Regions from separate parts of the Mus musculus genome. Here region 2 is linked to region 1. Evidence: chromatin contacts called from public Hi-C data. All regions are on one chromosome and are shown on one strand. The core of a region is the stretch at or near the end of the contact, and the rest is flanking DNA. Distances in the headings are between cores, read along the strand shown. Region 1 holds the start of 1100001I12Rik (a long non-coding RNA gene). Region 2 overlaps Atp6v1c1 (ATPase, H+ transporting, lysosomal V1 subunit C1).

Region 1 (7,521 bases), core at 3,112-5,611:
TGAAATGCTGACTATGGGAGGTGCATCTGCCCTGGATGGTAACCTGAAAGGGTCCTGTCTATGGAAGCCAGGCACACATGAGCATGCATGTTCCTCTACCCTGTCTAGGGAAGCCAGGTACACATGAGCATGCATGTTCCTCTACTCCTAATGTTATGTTATGAGATATAATGTGGTCAGGAGGTTGTTTGATTTCAGACCCAGGACTAGGAATTGAGGTGCATAGTTTACATATCAAAGCAGACCTGGCCTCCCGGTTCTCCCAGTATCTCTCAGTCACTACCTGGTATATCTGCCCTCAACCATGAACTTTCCAGCTCAGCTGCTGGGCTGCCCTTTCCCCAGAGGCTCTTCCCCAAATAATCCAGACATTTTTGCTCCCCCAACCCCGCTTCCCTCTCTGTGTACAGGTTCCCCTTTCCCCATGGTGACTTTCCTGGCCTCAGTTCTTGGGAGAGAGAGAGAGAGGCATAAACTTGCCTTAATATAATCTAATCTGGTTTTAATTGGCTCATTGGCAGTGGTGAAAAAATAACCTATCAGGGTCCCTGGCGGGCCCATGCCAAGGTATGGCCCTGAGTAGTGCACACCTTGGTAAATGCCACTCAACAGATCTGGTATAAAAGGTATTTATTGGGAAAAGGAGAGGAGTAAGGATCTGGAGAAGGGGTAGAGGCAGACAGACAGACAGACAGACAGACAGACAGACAGACAGAAGCAGAGCTGTGAAGGTAGAGAAGTAGGGGGCAGATAAAGACAGAAATGGGGAAGAGAGAGAGACTACCAGGAACACGTGGCAACAGAGACAGAGCATGCTTTGCTGGAGTGATGGTGGGGGGGGGGGGTTCCTTTTATACAAAGCCCATACCTGGTGCATCTGGTGGCCCCCACAGATGATGACATAAGCCATTGCTAGGTCCCTGAGAGGAGCCTAGTGGAATAGCTTGTAACTTAACATTCCTCCCTTTTTGTTTAATGAAAAATGAGGAACTAGGAAGGGGTGATGGAGTGATGAGGCAGGGATGATGAGATGACGAGGCAGGGGTAGTTGTAAGCTAACACCCAACCTCCCTAGACAAGATCCCTCCTTAAGCTTCACCCTGAAATCAGCTGCAATGCTGGTTACAAACACATCACCAGACTTGGAGATGGGCACATATGTAATCTCAACACGTAGGAGCCTAAAGCAGGAAGGCTTACAGGGTCAAAGGCCATCTTGGGTAACAGTGAGAGCCAGCCACAAACAAAGAAAAGGCACCTAGGGGTAGCCTGAAAGTGGGGTGTTGCTTGTTCCTCTGATATATCTTGGTAGTAGTCCCCTGCCTTTTTCTTCTCTTTTCTTTTTTCTCTTTCAGGTAAATTCTTACATATGCCAAGCAGACTTGGATTTGTTCTAAAGCAGAAGTGTTAGTCCTCAGGCTGCCCAAATATCCAGAAATGAGCTCAAGCTAGACTATACGGCATCTGGCAGTTAGAGCAACGCCAGCACTTCTCAGGAACTTGTGAAACTGGTTCCTCCCTTCCAAAAGGAATCATTTCCTTTACCACCAGCGAAATAAACATATGGCTACATGTGGTGGCATATCCAAGCACATGTGGTCTCCAGGGCCTCAGAGCAACAGGGCCACAGACCCTAGTAGGCCCCAGATCTTAGCAAAACTGACTCCATGATGGGGGTGCCATTCAGGCCAAAGTTCTCAGCACGTAAATAGCACCACCTATCAAAAATGAAGACAAAGACCTAATCCACCAAACACATAGTTCCGGGAAAGGCTCTAGATGTACTAACATTTTTTTTTTAACTTCTATAGTTCTGCTTCTGGCTAACTCTTCTTGTTAACTGAAGTGTGTCAACCCAGAATGTGTTTTGTGTCCTTAAAAACTCACCCTGAGGGGTTCAACAGTTAAGAGCACCAACTGTCTTTCCAGAGGTCCTGAGTTCAAGTCCCAGCCACCACATAGTGGCTCACAACCATCTGTAATGGGATCAGATGCCCTCTCTTGGTGTTTCTGAAGTGAAGATAGGAAGAATGTAGCCATATACATAAAATAATAAATAATATTTTTTTAAAAAGCTCACCCTGAGAAAGGCTCAGTGGTATATAGGGATCTGGAACCCTCAATGTAGTCAATGGCTGGCTAATAAAGACTTTCTGGTGGCTTAAACCCATGTCTGAGCAGTCTTCTCTGGTGGACACCTACAACATCAATAGCACAAATACCTGTTATACATCTCAGAGCTCCATGCTAACATGCTGGCGTCTCATCTCTCCAGGCTTCCCTCCTCTGAATACTGCTTGCTCTCTTTATAAAGCTCTCCCTTGCTCTGTTATTCTTTCTCCCATCACAGAAAGCTCTGGGCATATGCAGTCTGCTGGCCATGTGCAGTCTGCTTCTTTCTTTCCTCTGGACTCTTCCAGATCTCTCTCCCTCTCTCTCTCCCTCTCCCTCTGCCTCTTCCTCTGCCTCTCCCTCTGCCTCCCCCTCCCCCTCTCCCTCTCCTCCCCTCTCCCTCTCCCTCTCCCTCTCCCTCTCCCTCTCCCTCTCCCTCTCCCTCTCCCTCTCCCTCTCCCTCTCATCTACACTAAAAACCTTAACCATATCATAGAGTGCTCATGTTGGCAGTTTCTTTGTTGTGCCCCCTCAAATATAAGAAGATAGCCTTGACTTTCTCCTTTTTCTTCCTCCATCTCCTGAGTGTGAGTGCTGAAAGTATGTGCTACCTCTGGTTTTCTTAGTTTCCAAATATGGTGACTATAAATATTCTTAAATATTCATTGCAACAGTAATATATAAAAGCACCTGTGATTTCTACTGGTGACAAGGTCACAGGAAGGTTTGTTTTGTCTTATGTAAATGAAGATGGTCTTGAACAGGTCAATCTCCTATTTTCACAGTGTCAAGAATTACAGGTGTGCACCACCATGTCTGGCTTCAAAGTCCTAGGAACAAGTCAGTTTTGTTGACTATAGTTATAATTAAAATTTCAAGTTCATGCTAGGCATGGGTGCTATAGTAGCATGAAAACCCCACCAATGGAAAGCTGTTGTCTCCTAGCCAAAAGAACAGGATCTACTTCTGGCATAGTTTCTGCCCTTAAGAGTTAAGAGGATAGGGGATTTGGGGGGGGGAGGGTATGGGGGACTTTTGGGAGAGCATTGGAAATGTAATTGAGGAAAATACGTAATAAAAAAATATTTAAAAAAACAAAGAGTTAAGAGGAGGTGGGCAGAAAAACGTCAATTTGCCTAAGACTATCCCTAGGGTATGCGGGGTCCCAGATAAATAAATTTTAGCCTATGGTGGTGCACATCTTTAGTCCCAGAATGTGGGAAGGAGATACAGGTGGAACTCTGTGAGTTTGAGGCTGGCCTAGTCTACTGAATGAGTTCCAGGACAGCTAGGGCTATACAGAGAAACCCTGTTTCAAAAAACAAAACAAAAGAGTTGGTCTGGTTGGTTCGGGAAGGGGTAAGTAAGTTTTCCTTTTTCCTCTCTTCTGTTTTCTTTTTGACCTTGACCAGAAGAAGTCTGCTTTTCCTGGAGAAGTCTGCTTTTCCTGGTACTTCAGGCCTTTTCACTCTTCCTGTAAAGCTTCCCTCCTTACCTTATGGCTGTTTGTCTGTGCAGTGGCTGGCTTCCATGTTGCCTAACTCAAATGGCAAGGCTATTCTGTTTCTCTATTCTCTCTCCCTCTCTCTCTCTCTCTCTCTCTCTCTCTCTCTCTCTCTCTCTCTGTGTGTGTGTGTTGTTATCTATCTATCTATCTATCTATCTATCTATCTATCTATCTATCTATCTATCTAACATCTATCTATCATCTATCTATCTATCTATCTATCTATCTATCTATCTATCTATCTATCATCTATGTATCATCTATCTATCTATCCCCTTCCAGCAACTAAGATTTACCTGCCCTGGGCCTTTCCTTGAAAATTCAAATTGTCCTTGAGCTTCTGTTTGAATCCATTTGTTTGTTTATTTGTTTGTTTGTTTTAAAACAGGGTTTTACTATGTAGCCCTGGCCTGTAACTCACTAAGAGAACCAGGCTGGCCTATAACAGAGACCTGCCTGCCTCTATCTCCTGATTGATGGGATTAAAAGTTTGAGCTACCATTCCTAGTTTAAGTCCATTCTTTAAAAAAATGTACATATTTAAATACACACACATTGCCACACCACCTCCAGTAGGATCTGTGTGACGAGTTCCACAGACTGAGGCAGTTGACCTCAAAAGGGGAGGCCTCCTGGAACCGGTTGTGGAACTCTTCGATGGAGAAAAAATATTGAGCTGTAGTTCTCATGGCAATCTATCTTTTTTTGTTTTCTCTGATTCCTTTTCTTATTTACATGTTCCTGGTAGCCTAGGACAAGATCTTAAACGAGAATAATGGGTAAGAAACCATCCCTAGAGATGGGGCCACTAACATGACCTTATCCCCAGGGAAACCAATGCTTTTACTTTCTAAATCATTTACAAAACTATTATGATAAAAACTTTCCCAACAATAAAATTTCATATGACTACACGTGTGTCATCTGAGGTAGATTTCGGTATATAGTAAAGAAAGCCTTAATGAGAAAGAATTAAAATAGTTTAAATTTATATATTGAAGATTTATAAAAAACTCAGGCACTAGATGTTAAATAATAATTGACCATGGAGCTGGAAAGTTAGTTCAGCGGTTAAGAGCACTGACCGTTAAAGATTTATTAACCTGCTCCTGGAAATATGCCACTAGCCTTGGACGACAGCCCCCACTGAATACATCCTTTTAGAATTGTTCTATTTTGATGATTTATAATGATGTTACCTGTTCTGTTTGTGATTCACTGAATACATAGTTTCAGAGTTGTAATGCTTGGATGATTTTTGTGCTTCACTGTGCCAAATGATGTTTGTTGGTATTTGTGATTGTTCCACTGGATATAGTTTCTAAGAGATGTAATGTTTGGGTTTTTTAATGTATAAAATCCCCTGCTTGAGAGCTACAAAACACACTCAGATTCAAACTGCCTCTGTGTTTGGTTCTGTTTGTCACTGCCTAATCCTTACCCACCTAGCTTCAAGGACCCTCATTCCAGGGACCCCCATACCCGACTGGGGTGGTCGGTGGCAACACATATCTATCTATCTATCTATCTATCTATCTATCTATCTATCTATCTATCTATCTATCTACATTTGCTTGTGTGTGTGTGTGTGTGTGTGTGTGTGTGTGTGTGTGTGTGTATCACATGTGAGCTGCCTGCCATAAGCCCGTGCCGGGTCTTCTGATAAAGCATCAAATGACAGGCGGTGGTGGCACATGCCTTTAAACCCAGCACTTGGGAGGCAGAGGCAGGAGAATTTCTGAGTTCGAGGCCAGCCTGGTCTACAGAGTGAGTTCCAGGACAGCCAGGGCTACACAGAGAAACCCTGTCTCGAAAAAAAAAAAAAAAAAGAGTTACAGCATCAAATGCTTTAACCACTGAGCCATCTCTCTAGCCACAGCCCTAAGAATTCTAGGAGGGACCTTGATTTTCTTGGTATCATAGTGACAGAGGCCTGTAATCCCAGACTGAGTCACTATATGTAAAGAGATCACAATTTCAAGGCCACCATAGACTACATATTGACATTCTGTCTTGAGTGAATGAATGAATACGTTTCGTTCAGGAATAATGAAAATAAAGATATAATTTCCCCCTGCATCCATGTATCCATGTTCTCAGATCTTTTAACATAAAGGTCTCTGGGCTCCAGGTTAGGAATTCTTACCCTGAAAATCAATGGCTTAATTATTTTGAAGAAGTGTAAGCATTGTATTATACTGGCCAGAGCAGGCCCTTCCAGTACAAGGAGTCTGTTTCTTTCCTAGTTAAACATGGGGGCGGGGGGGGGGAGGGGGCTGATGCACCCCAGGATGGCCTCAGACTCCTTGAGGATGATCTTTGAACTCTTTTTTTTTTTTTTTTTTTTTTTTTTTTTTTGAGACAGGGTTTCTCTGTGTAGCCTTGGGTATCCTGGAACTCACTCTGTAGACCAGGTTGTCCTCAAACTCAGAAATCTGCCTGCCTCTGCCTCCCAAGTGCTAGAATTAAAGGTGTGAGCCACCACTGCCTGGCGATCTTGAACTCTTAATTCTCCTTCGCCTTCTAAGTCGTTACAAATGGTACCATCATACAGTTGATGGAAACCCAGGGCCTTATGCATGACAGGCAAGTGGTCTACCAACTGAGTACCCCTGCCCACAAACAGTTCTCAGGCTCTGGCAGTTACCTCCCACTTTGCCTGTTGGGAAGGGATTAAAGTGAAAACTTCTTTTCTTAGAGGATTTTGTTCTGGTTTATGTTATTCATTTGTTTAGTGAGGGCAAGGGAGATATGTGAGTGGAAGTCAAAGGAAGTTAAAGGTACAGGAAAAGGAACAAGTGAGGTGACTTGGGGACAAAGTAGGTCTTACTTCAGAGTTGCCTCCTAGGAGGTAAAAAATGCAATTACTTACATCTCTATATCTGTGACAGGGTCTCATACAGGCCAGCCTGGTTTTAAACTTACTGTGTAGTTAAGAATCACGTTAAACACCTAATCCTCCATTTCCAGAGTTCTAGATGTTGGGATTATGGCATATGCCACCATGGCTGGCTCTCTCAGTCAGCAAGATTGTTGAAATGGGCTGGGCGTGGTGGTGCACACCTTTAATTCCAGCACTTGGGAGGCAGAGGCAGAAAGATTTCTGAGTTCGAGGCCAGCCTGGCCTACAGAGTGAGTTCCAGGACAGCCAGGGCTACACAGAGAAACCCTGTCTCGAAAAACTGAAGGAAAAAAAAAAAAAAAAAGATTGTTGAAATGGGGAGGACCAGGGAACTCCCCAGATACTCGGGGCTCCCTTATGCACATAGGTAAAGTGGCTTAGTCAGTGTTCTATTGTTGTGAAGACATACTATGACAACAGCAACTCTTCCAAAGGGGCACATATCATTGGGGCTTGCTTACAGTTTCAGAGGTTTAGTCCATTATAATCACGGCAGGAAACATGACTTCATGGCTTCAGGCAGACAGATATGGTGCTGGAGAGTTAGATGAGAGTTCTGTATCTGGAACTGAAAATGGCAGAAAGAGATAGAGAGCCTCTGGGCCTAGCTTGGGCTTCTTAAATCTCAAAGCCAGCTCCTCCAACAAGAGCACACCTACTCCAACAAGGCCACACCTCTTGATCCTTTTAAACAGTCCCACGCCCTATGAGTCCATGGGGGCCATTTTCATGCAAAGCACCACAGATAGACAGAAAAGAAGGTGGGCCACAAAGAAGAAAGCACACCCAGGCCATGAGCCCTCTCAGAATCCACTGTGGTAATCTGCAATTGGTGAGACACCAAGCGTAGAAACAGAGTTGCTGCTTTGTGTCCCTAAGAATACTAAACACCATTGAGTGCTGAGAATAGGCAGCTGGAGAGGAAGTGCTAAACCAGGAGTCAGGAGGTCTGGCCTTGATGCTAGTCTTGCCATGTGAGCAGTTGCGCAAGGGTGCATCA
Region 2 (7,521 bases), core at 3,441-5,940, 35 kb before region 1:
AATCCAATGAAGAGACTACAAAAGGAGGCTGCGGCTCAGAGGTGGGACCTGAGGTGTAAAGGGGCTGAGGCAGGCATGGACACACAGCCCAGCTGTGGGAGTGCTGACAGAGGGACCTGGCACTTGCTGGCTGCCTATAATCCCTACACTCTAAAGCTGAGGCAAGAGAGTCCCCGAGCTCCAGACGGCCCTGGGCCACACAGTGCATTCCACCTGACCATGGGATGAAACTGTCTCAAAAGAGGAGGATAGTAAAGGACCTCAAACCCTAGTCAGAGACAGCAGCACTGCTTCATCCTCTGCTGCACACTGACAACACTAAGGAAGGACACGTACAAACTGCTTCTTCTTGTCAGTAGACAGCCTGGTCATTTCTTCTTTATCTGCTTTCATCTCCTCCTCGTTATACTGGAAGTCACGAACTATGAACCTAAATATGGAGGAAAATCCAAATTTGTCTACACCACATATAGCCAAGCCAACACATTTAAAAAAAAAAAAATATACATCTCTGTATATACATGAGACAGATTAGACAGATAGACTTACTTGTTTTCTCTGGCTTTGTGTCTGAAATCATCAACTGCTTTTCTAAACAAGGTGACGTTACAAAGATAACTGTCTTGGTCCTCTGAAAGAACACTAAAGGGGGAAAAAGTCATTTTAAGCTCTATACTTAAACAGCAGAATTGAGAAACAGGATGAGAAGGGACCCTCACCTCACTTCATCTGCACCACCTCCAACGGGAAAGACAATGGGCACTCCTGACAGACAGGCCTTCACACCCTCTACCACACCTCCTAGCTAACAAAGTTATCTGCTCACACTCTGGAGCGTGCAGTTCAACTTCTAGCACCAGTCTGCTTGGTCAAACTGTCTCTTCTTGTCTCATGAACTATTCTTCCTCTTTCCAGTCTAATCCAGCCAGCTCACCAGGGTCTGCCTCAACCACTCTGGACTGCTATCAACTCCTGTCTCCCCACCCACCACACCCCCAATCAGAACTTGCCAGCTCGGTAACAGAACCCAGGTACTCTCCTAACCACTGAGCCACCTCTCCAGCCCATAGTATTTATTTATAATATGGTGATTCTAAAACAGAAGCAAGACTGATGAAACTGAAAGGGTTCTTGAGGAATTTAAATGCTTTCTTTTTAATTAAATAAATTAAAATTAGACAAAGTATTTTAAGTTTCATTTTCCCCAGAAGCCTAGTGAACTCCTCATCCGTCCAGTAAATTCAGGTGCTAACTACAGAGCTCACCTAAAGGCTGGCTTTAAGAACTAAATCTGCCCTGGCTCTTGACCAATCAGCTGGTCAGTCACTTGAGGCCACCTCCACAGCACAGGACAGGGAGGGCCTCACCGCCATCATCAGTGAAGTGCTCCTGATTCAGAACACTGACACCTCCTTCCCTAAGCCACCCTATGAAATGATCGCCTAGTTCTTTTCCTAGTGCCTTTCAAACTCAGGTGGACAGTGAGCCACAGGAAGGGTTTTAATGAGAGCTGGAGAGATGGCTCAGCAGTTAAGAGCAGGTTGAGGTTGAGGTCTCAGATTCATAACTACAGTTTCAGGGGAGCCAATGCCTTCTTTGACATCCCTGGGCACCAGGCATGCACATGGTACACATGTACACACACACACACACACACACACACACACACACACACACACACACACACAAACACTCCTAAAAGAATCTTTCAAATTTAAGAATATTAGTTGAAAACAAATAAACCTGGATGTGATGGATCACACCTGTGATCCCAACACTTGGGAATCTGAGCCATGAAGATCATTAGGAGTACAAGGCCAGCCCGGGCCACAGAGTGAATTCTAAGCTAGCCTGCACTACAGAAAGAGAATCTTTCTCAAAAGGAATCCAAAATCTAGGTAAGATGATACCCACGTATGCACTATCTAGCTAAGATGGTATTACTCAGCCCTTGGGAGGCAGAGTTGAAAGGATCATGAGCCCCAAGCCAGACCTGGCTACACATATGTCAAGCTTGGCCTGGTGGAACATACAGCCCTTGAGAGATAGAGACAGGCAAAGTATGAGTTCAGGCCAGCCTGGGCTACATGAGAAACTGTCTCAATAGAAATAAAAAGAAAAGGAAAGGAGAGAGGGAAGGAGGGAGGGAGGAAAGAATAGAGGAAGGGAAGGAGGGCGGGCAGGCAGGTGATCAAGTGATACTATCTATGTTTTTTTAATACTTATTTCTATTTTGAGTACTGGTGTTTGCCTGGATATATGTCTGTGCATCATGTGTGTGTGTATGTGGTACCATTGGAGGTCAGAAGAGACCTCCAATGTAACTTAAGTTACAGGTGATTGTGAGCTACCATGTAGGTGCTGGAACCAAACCTGGATCCTCTGCAAGAATAGCCAATGCTCTTAATGGCTAAGCCAACTCTAACCCCATCACTATGATGTTTTGCCTGCGTGAATGTTTGTGTGATGGTAACAGAGCCTTTAAAACTGGAATTTTAGGCAGTAATGAACTGCCATGTGGGCACTGGGAATTGAACACAGGTCCACTGAAGAGCAGCCAATGTTCTTAACCACTGAGCCATCTCTCCAACCCTACTACCCATATCTAATTTACTTAGTTTGAGTAAAGGCTTGAAACAATAACTACCTCGGGGTAACTAAAATTTTAGTTAACCGAGATGAGGATCAGAGCAGGCTACTTGCCTACTATGTGCCAAGTTCTGGGTTTAACCCCCAACACCACACACCCAAAATGAAAAATGTTAGCTACAAGGCAAACAAAAATCTTTATCAAGCCAGAGTTCCTTCCTGAATAGTGGGTGCCAGAGCAGGGCCCTGAAGGCCTAGCTGGCTTGTGTGAACTATATGCTCTGCCCATTGCTACTTGGCTAGCTCTATGTTCTCCATGGACATTGATGCCAAATGCACTTTACACTGTGAGGTGGGGCTGGGGATCCAAAAGGCCATTAGGACAAGTACTGCCTGGATTTTACTATCCTTCCTTTAAATTATTAAAGTGATTAGCAAACAACCTAACTCTCTGAAATGGTATAAAGTCCTTTCAAAATCAGAGCTTATTCACTAACTTATGCAGTCCCCCACCCAACCCCGAAGCCTGACTTCTACATGTCTACCACTAGAGGACACTGTGCACTGAGCCTCACCCTCCTCCTGGATACCTGCTTCCAGAATACTGTGTTGACCTCTGAGCTCAAATGATGTAGAGAAGTTACTACTGGTCAGGATCGACGGCCCAAATGAGACTGCATGTTAAGATACAACCACTGTCTTCAGTTTGCCATGTGAAGAGTTGGCTTTAATAAAGGGTATTACTCCAAATACAGGGGGAAAATCACAATGAGCTCAGATTTGTGACTTATTTCTCAATACTTGTCAAATGTCAACGATACCTTATGTTTTATATACTCTATCACGTCTTAAACTAACTTCCTAACTTCTTTGACATTTGAGAAAAGACAGTGGGACCCAAAAGTTCAAAGACATACCCAGGCAAGCTAGAAGAAGAACCATCAATAGGGTCCATGATTTTCCATTATACCAAACTAACTCCTGTATGGCACAATGAGCTGGAAAAGAAAGTACTTCTGGCCTGAGCTTACGAAGTTCACTTTCTCACTGTCTTTGATACCTTCTCTTTAACAAGGCATGTCATGCAGCAATAACTGGCCACAGACTGGTGATATAGGTCACAAGCTACAAAACCATTGTCAACCCTGCCTTGCCTTGCCATTGGGCACTTGGAAACCATATGCTTTAGACCACCTAAACACAGCCTCCTATCCTATGTAGAAATTAGCTGGCTAAAGTGCCTCACAGCACTGCTGTAACTAATAAATAGACAATGCACATTAAACTCATAACTCAAAATGCTTACTAAAAAGGCAAGCATTCTGTGGCTTTTTAAAGACTATACAGATCTGGCCCCATCATCTACTCAAACAAAATTTGAAGGTTCACACATTCCAGGAGCTACCTGATATGACTCCTTTGCTAGGTAAATGAAGACTTAGTTCCTAGAGGAGACACAGCAACAGCGGATGGAAGCTTCAAGGAGGCAACAAGATGTAGCAGAAGCCCCATAGCTGGCCCTGGCCAAGCTCCTTAAACCCATGGCTGGCCCTGGCCCTGGCCCTGGCTCTGGCCCTGGCATCATCTTCCCGGTAAGTGTGGCTCTGGCCTCACCTTATAGTCCTCACACCTCCATCTATGAAAATGAGGGGTCAAGCCAGGTATGCCACTCCCTTCTAGATATGAAATGGTGATAACTAGAGTTGACAATTTATGAAGTAAAAACAAGGGCTCTAAAATTACAGATTTACTGCAAAGGAAACACAGACCACAAAGAGATTTCCTAATCCCACAAGCTGTTGGAAGACTTGTAGGAAACAAAGCACTGTTGCAAGATGGCTACTTACTTGCTTGACCTTGGTACTACCATTTCTGCGAGCGTTTCATACTGCTTAATCCAGTCATTGTGGTTCAGCCTGCAGAAAGGACACAGTAAACATCAGGAAGGACAGACAAGTCCCATTTCTGCCATGTCCAGGAAGAGAAAACATGGGACACATGGGAAATGTGGCTCCAATAAAGCACATCATATGTGTAGCAAAACATCAGTCTCCTACTGAGGGCGCCTCACAAACACGGAATGAAGCAAGAAGTCTGGACTGCCTCCCGCACAGCCAGGGACTGTTGCGACAGAGGCACAGCTTGGCTTGTTAACGTGGCAAAGCACAGTACAGATTCTACATTATTTTTAAACTGCATGGCTGGAAAACATTAATTTATACCTCATTTAAAAAAACAGAAGAGGCCATGGGAAATTACTACCATTTGGTGGCCATTACAAAAGGCTAACTAAAACCCTATTTTACAGAAAGCAGGGCGTACCTCAGGAAGTAGCGAGGACACAGTAACAATAAAGGAGACTGCCTCAGAACACTGTGCAACAGCTTTCTGGAAAGGCCACTGGCTTTGGGGGTGTGGAGAGATAAGTATGTGTGATTTACAGTAAAGGTTGGTAGACACAGGTAGCTGACTATGTAAAGTGATCTACAGGGGCTCTTGTTTACATCTTATGGTACAAAAAGCTGAAATTTTCTCAACACAATTTTAAAATAAAGCCAAGTAAGAAAAATATGGGCAAATATAAATAGGATTTTAAAATAAATATCATGTTCCAATGTTCTGGGAACAACTGTGCAAGAAAAGCATGGAGCAAAGCTTTGCACCCTGGGCACAGTGATGTATGTGTGCCTGTGACTCCAGTACTTGGGAAGTGAAGGCAGGAGCAGGGCAAGCCCCAAGCCAGTCAGACCATAGTGCCAGTTCAAGGACAGCCCTAAAGAAAAAAAAAACCAGAAAAATCCAAAAGCCTACACTCTGAGGAGAAATGCTCCAGTCAGGTACCATTAGGGAAACTGATTCCCTTACTATTCCTCTCCATCCTCCTCCAGGAGCCAGTGTTTCTCTTTTATTCCCAATTCCCTAACCAGATAAAATACAGAACAAAGAAGGTAGGCTTCATGCAGTGATATTCTAAAAAAACAATGCAGCCTGTCTCAGCTTAGAATCCCCAGAGATGTCAGCAGTGCAGGACCTGAGGCCACTGAACGTGTCTCTCCAACACAGGCTTTTACGCCCTTCTTTTGAAACAGGGCCTTACCATGTATCTGGCTGGCCTGGAATCTCTTGTGCAGCCTAGGCTAGCCTCAGCTCACAGAGATCTGTCTGCCTCAGCCTGCCCACTGCTGGGATTAAAGGTGTATGCCACACTGTGCAAGCCACCCACTCAGTTCTACTCTTTACTTTCTACTCTTTAGATTCTCCAAAACTACACATTGAGCAAACATTCATACAGAAGTCAAAGGGAGACCTCAAAGGGTTATTAGATCCAAAGGTGAGCAAACTATGTGCATTTGTGTTAGTAAGCACAGTGCTTTTACTTCGCCTGTTCACAGACTCTGCGGCTGCTTCAGCTCTAACAACCAATTGCCACGGTAAAGCACAGCAGTTGTTAAGAGTGGCAAAGCCAAAAAGACTGCCCAGCCCTTTATAGGGAAAAAACACATTCTTCACTTTCTGGGGTCTTTCTGTTGTTTTTTTTCCGAGACAGGGTTTTCTCTGTGTAGCCCTGGCTGTCCTGGCACTCACTCTGTAGACCAGGCTGGCCTCGAACTCACAGACATCCACCTGCCTCTGCCTCCCCAGTGCTGGCATTAAAGGTGAGTGCCACTATGGACTCTTGAAACAGACATACTTGGGAACTACCACCAGCAATGTGACAAGATACTCCGAATCAAGAACAAAGTCATCTTTCTTCACGATTTCCGCCAGGCTTCGCGTTAGCAAACTTCCCCTGAAGAGTAAGAAGAGAATCACTGGTGAGTACATGTCCAAATGCTTCTGTAACCCAAGGAAAGAAGGGCAGGGTGATCTCGTGGTAAATGCACCTCAGAGGCATCAGTCTTAGGAAACAGTTTTGCTCCATAAGAAGTCAACAGTTAGGGGCTGGAGAGCTGGCGACTCAATTCCCAACACCCACATGGTGGCTCAGCTACCAGGTATCTGACACCTTCTTCTGACCTCCAAGAAAGAGCCCTAGGCATGCACTTGGTCCACATACATACAATAATACACAGAAAATAAAAACTTTTAATTAAAAAAAAAATGTATATAAGAAGTCAATAGTTAGCCAGATGTATCCTATCCCTGCAACCCAAGAAGTGCCAATGCCTGTCAAAGTTTGACATCAATGTCCAACTCTGTGCTTATTTTAATTACCATAGCTCGGTTCTTCTCTTAATTACATATCCTGGCTGGGACAGTACGAGTTACCAGATACCAGAGTCTATTTCACTGTAATTATGAAATTATGTCATCTAAGCACAACCTCTGCTTTCTCTCTTTCCCCAGATATAATGTGATACTATTTGGTCTTCCATAACGAAAATGCCTGTCCTGTTTGTACCACAGACCATCTCCATCCAGCTTTCTCCTTGGATGATGATACAACTTTGAACAGCTATGTACTTAAAACTACACTTGGCGGCTAGAAAGATGGCTCAGTGGTTAAGAGCACTTGCTACACAACCATGCAGACCTGAGTTCAGATACCAGCATCCATGTAACAAGCTATGCACACCTATAACCCAAAGAAGTGGCTAACACCAGGAGGGAATCTGATGACTCCCCTGTTCTCCGCATGTACACACACAGACTCATGTGCAATTCTCTCAAATACACCACATACATACATACACACACACACACACACACACACACACGCACACACGCACACACGCACGCACAAGGAAACTACCAATAACAAAACAGCCTAAAACTACACTTGCAATAATACTGTAAGATCAACCAAATAAGATTCCAAGTTAATACTTTAAAAAATCTAAACCTAGAAACAGAGAAAGTAGAAAATAATCATTATAGCACAATTACATAAAAAAAAAACTTTGAACCAGCAAGTGATTGCTATGTAATAAA

What was found. A called contact is a pair of places that touch in the nucleus more often than the background predicts.
Region 2: a Hi-C map of liver shows a contact between it and region 1, with 1.9 times the contacts expected there. The contact joins the enhancer-like site here to the promoter of 1100001I12Rik in region 1. A contact is called at or near these places in 1 of 15 datasets of contacts at CTCF or cohesin (the NIH/3T3 cell line), 3 of 484 Hi-C or Micro-C datasets (bone marrow-derived macrophages and liver), 1 of 115 datasets of contacts at active chromatin or transcription factors (embryonic stem cells) and 3 of 9 other capture datasets (adipose tissue, liver and pancreatic islet).

What each region holds. Positions count from the first base shown.
Region 1 is chr15:38,644,521-38,652,041 of GRCm38.p6, reverse strand. 1100001I12Rik (a long non-coding RNA gene) reads left to right here and starts at 4,361. Exons shown (of 2, transcript XR_383959.1): 1 at 4,361-4,398.
Region 2 is chr15:38,679,925-38,687,445 of GRCm38.p6, reverse strand. Atp6v1c1 (ATPase, H+ transporting, lysosomal V1 subunit C1) reads right to left here. Exons shown (of 13, transcript NM_025494.3): 7 at 6,281-6,379; 8 at 4,437-4,505; 9 at 550-642; 10 at 337-430. Among named protein-coding and RNA genes, the nearest start is that of Atp6v1c1, 22 kb to the right of the region's middle. Within about 2 kb of position 4,690, at least 21 of the 459 cell types and tissues checked have an H3K27ac peak or open chromatin away from gene starts, as enhancers often do. A contact at or near this core is called in adipose tissue and liver, where this site is marked.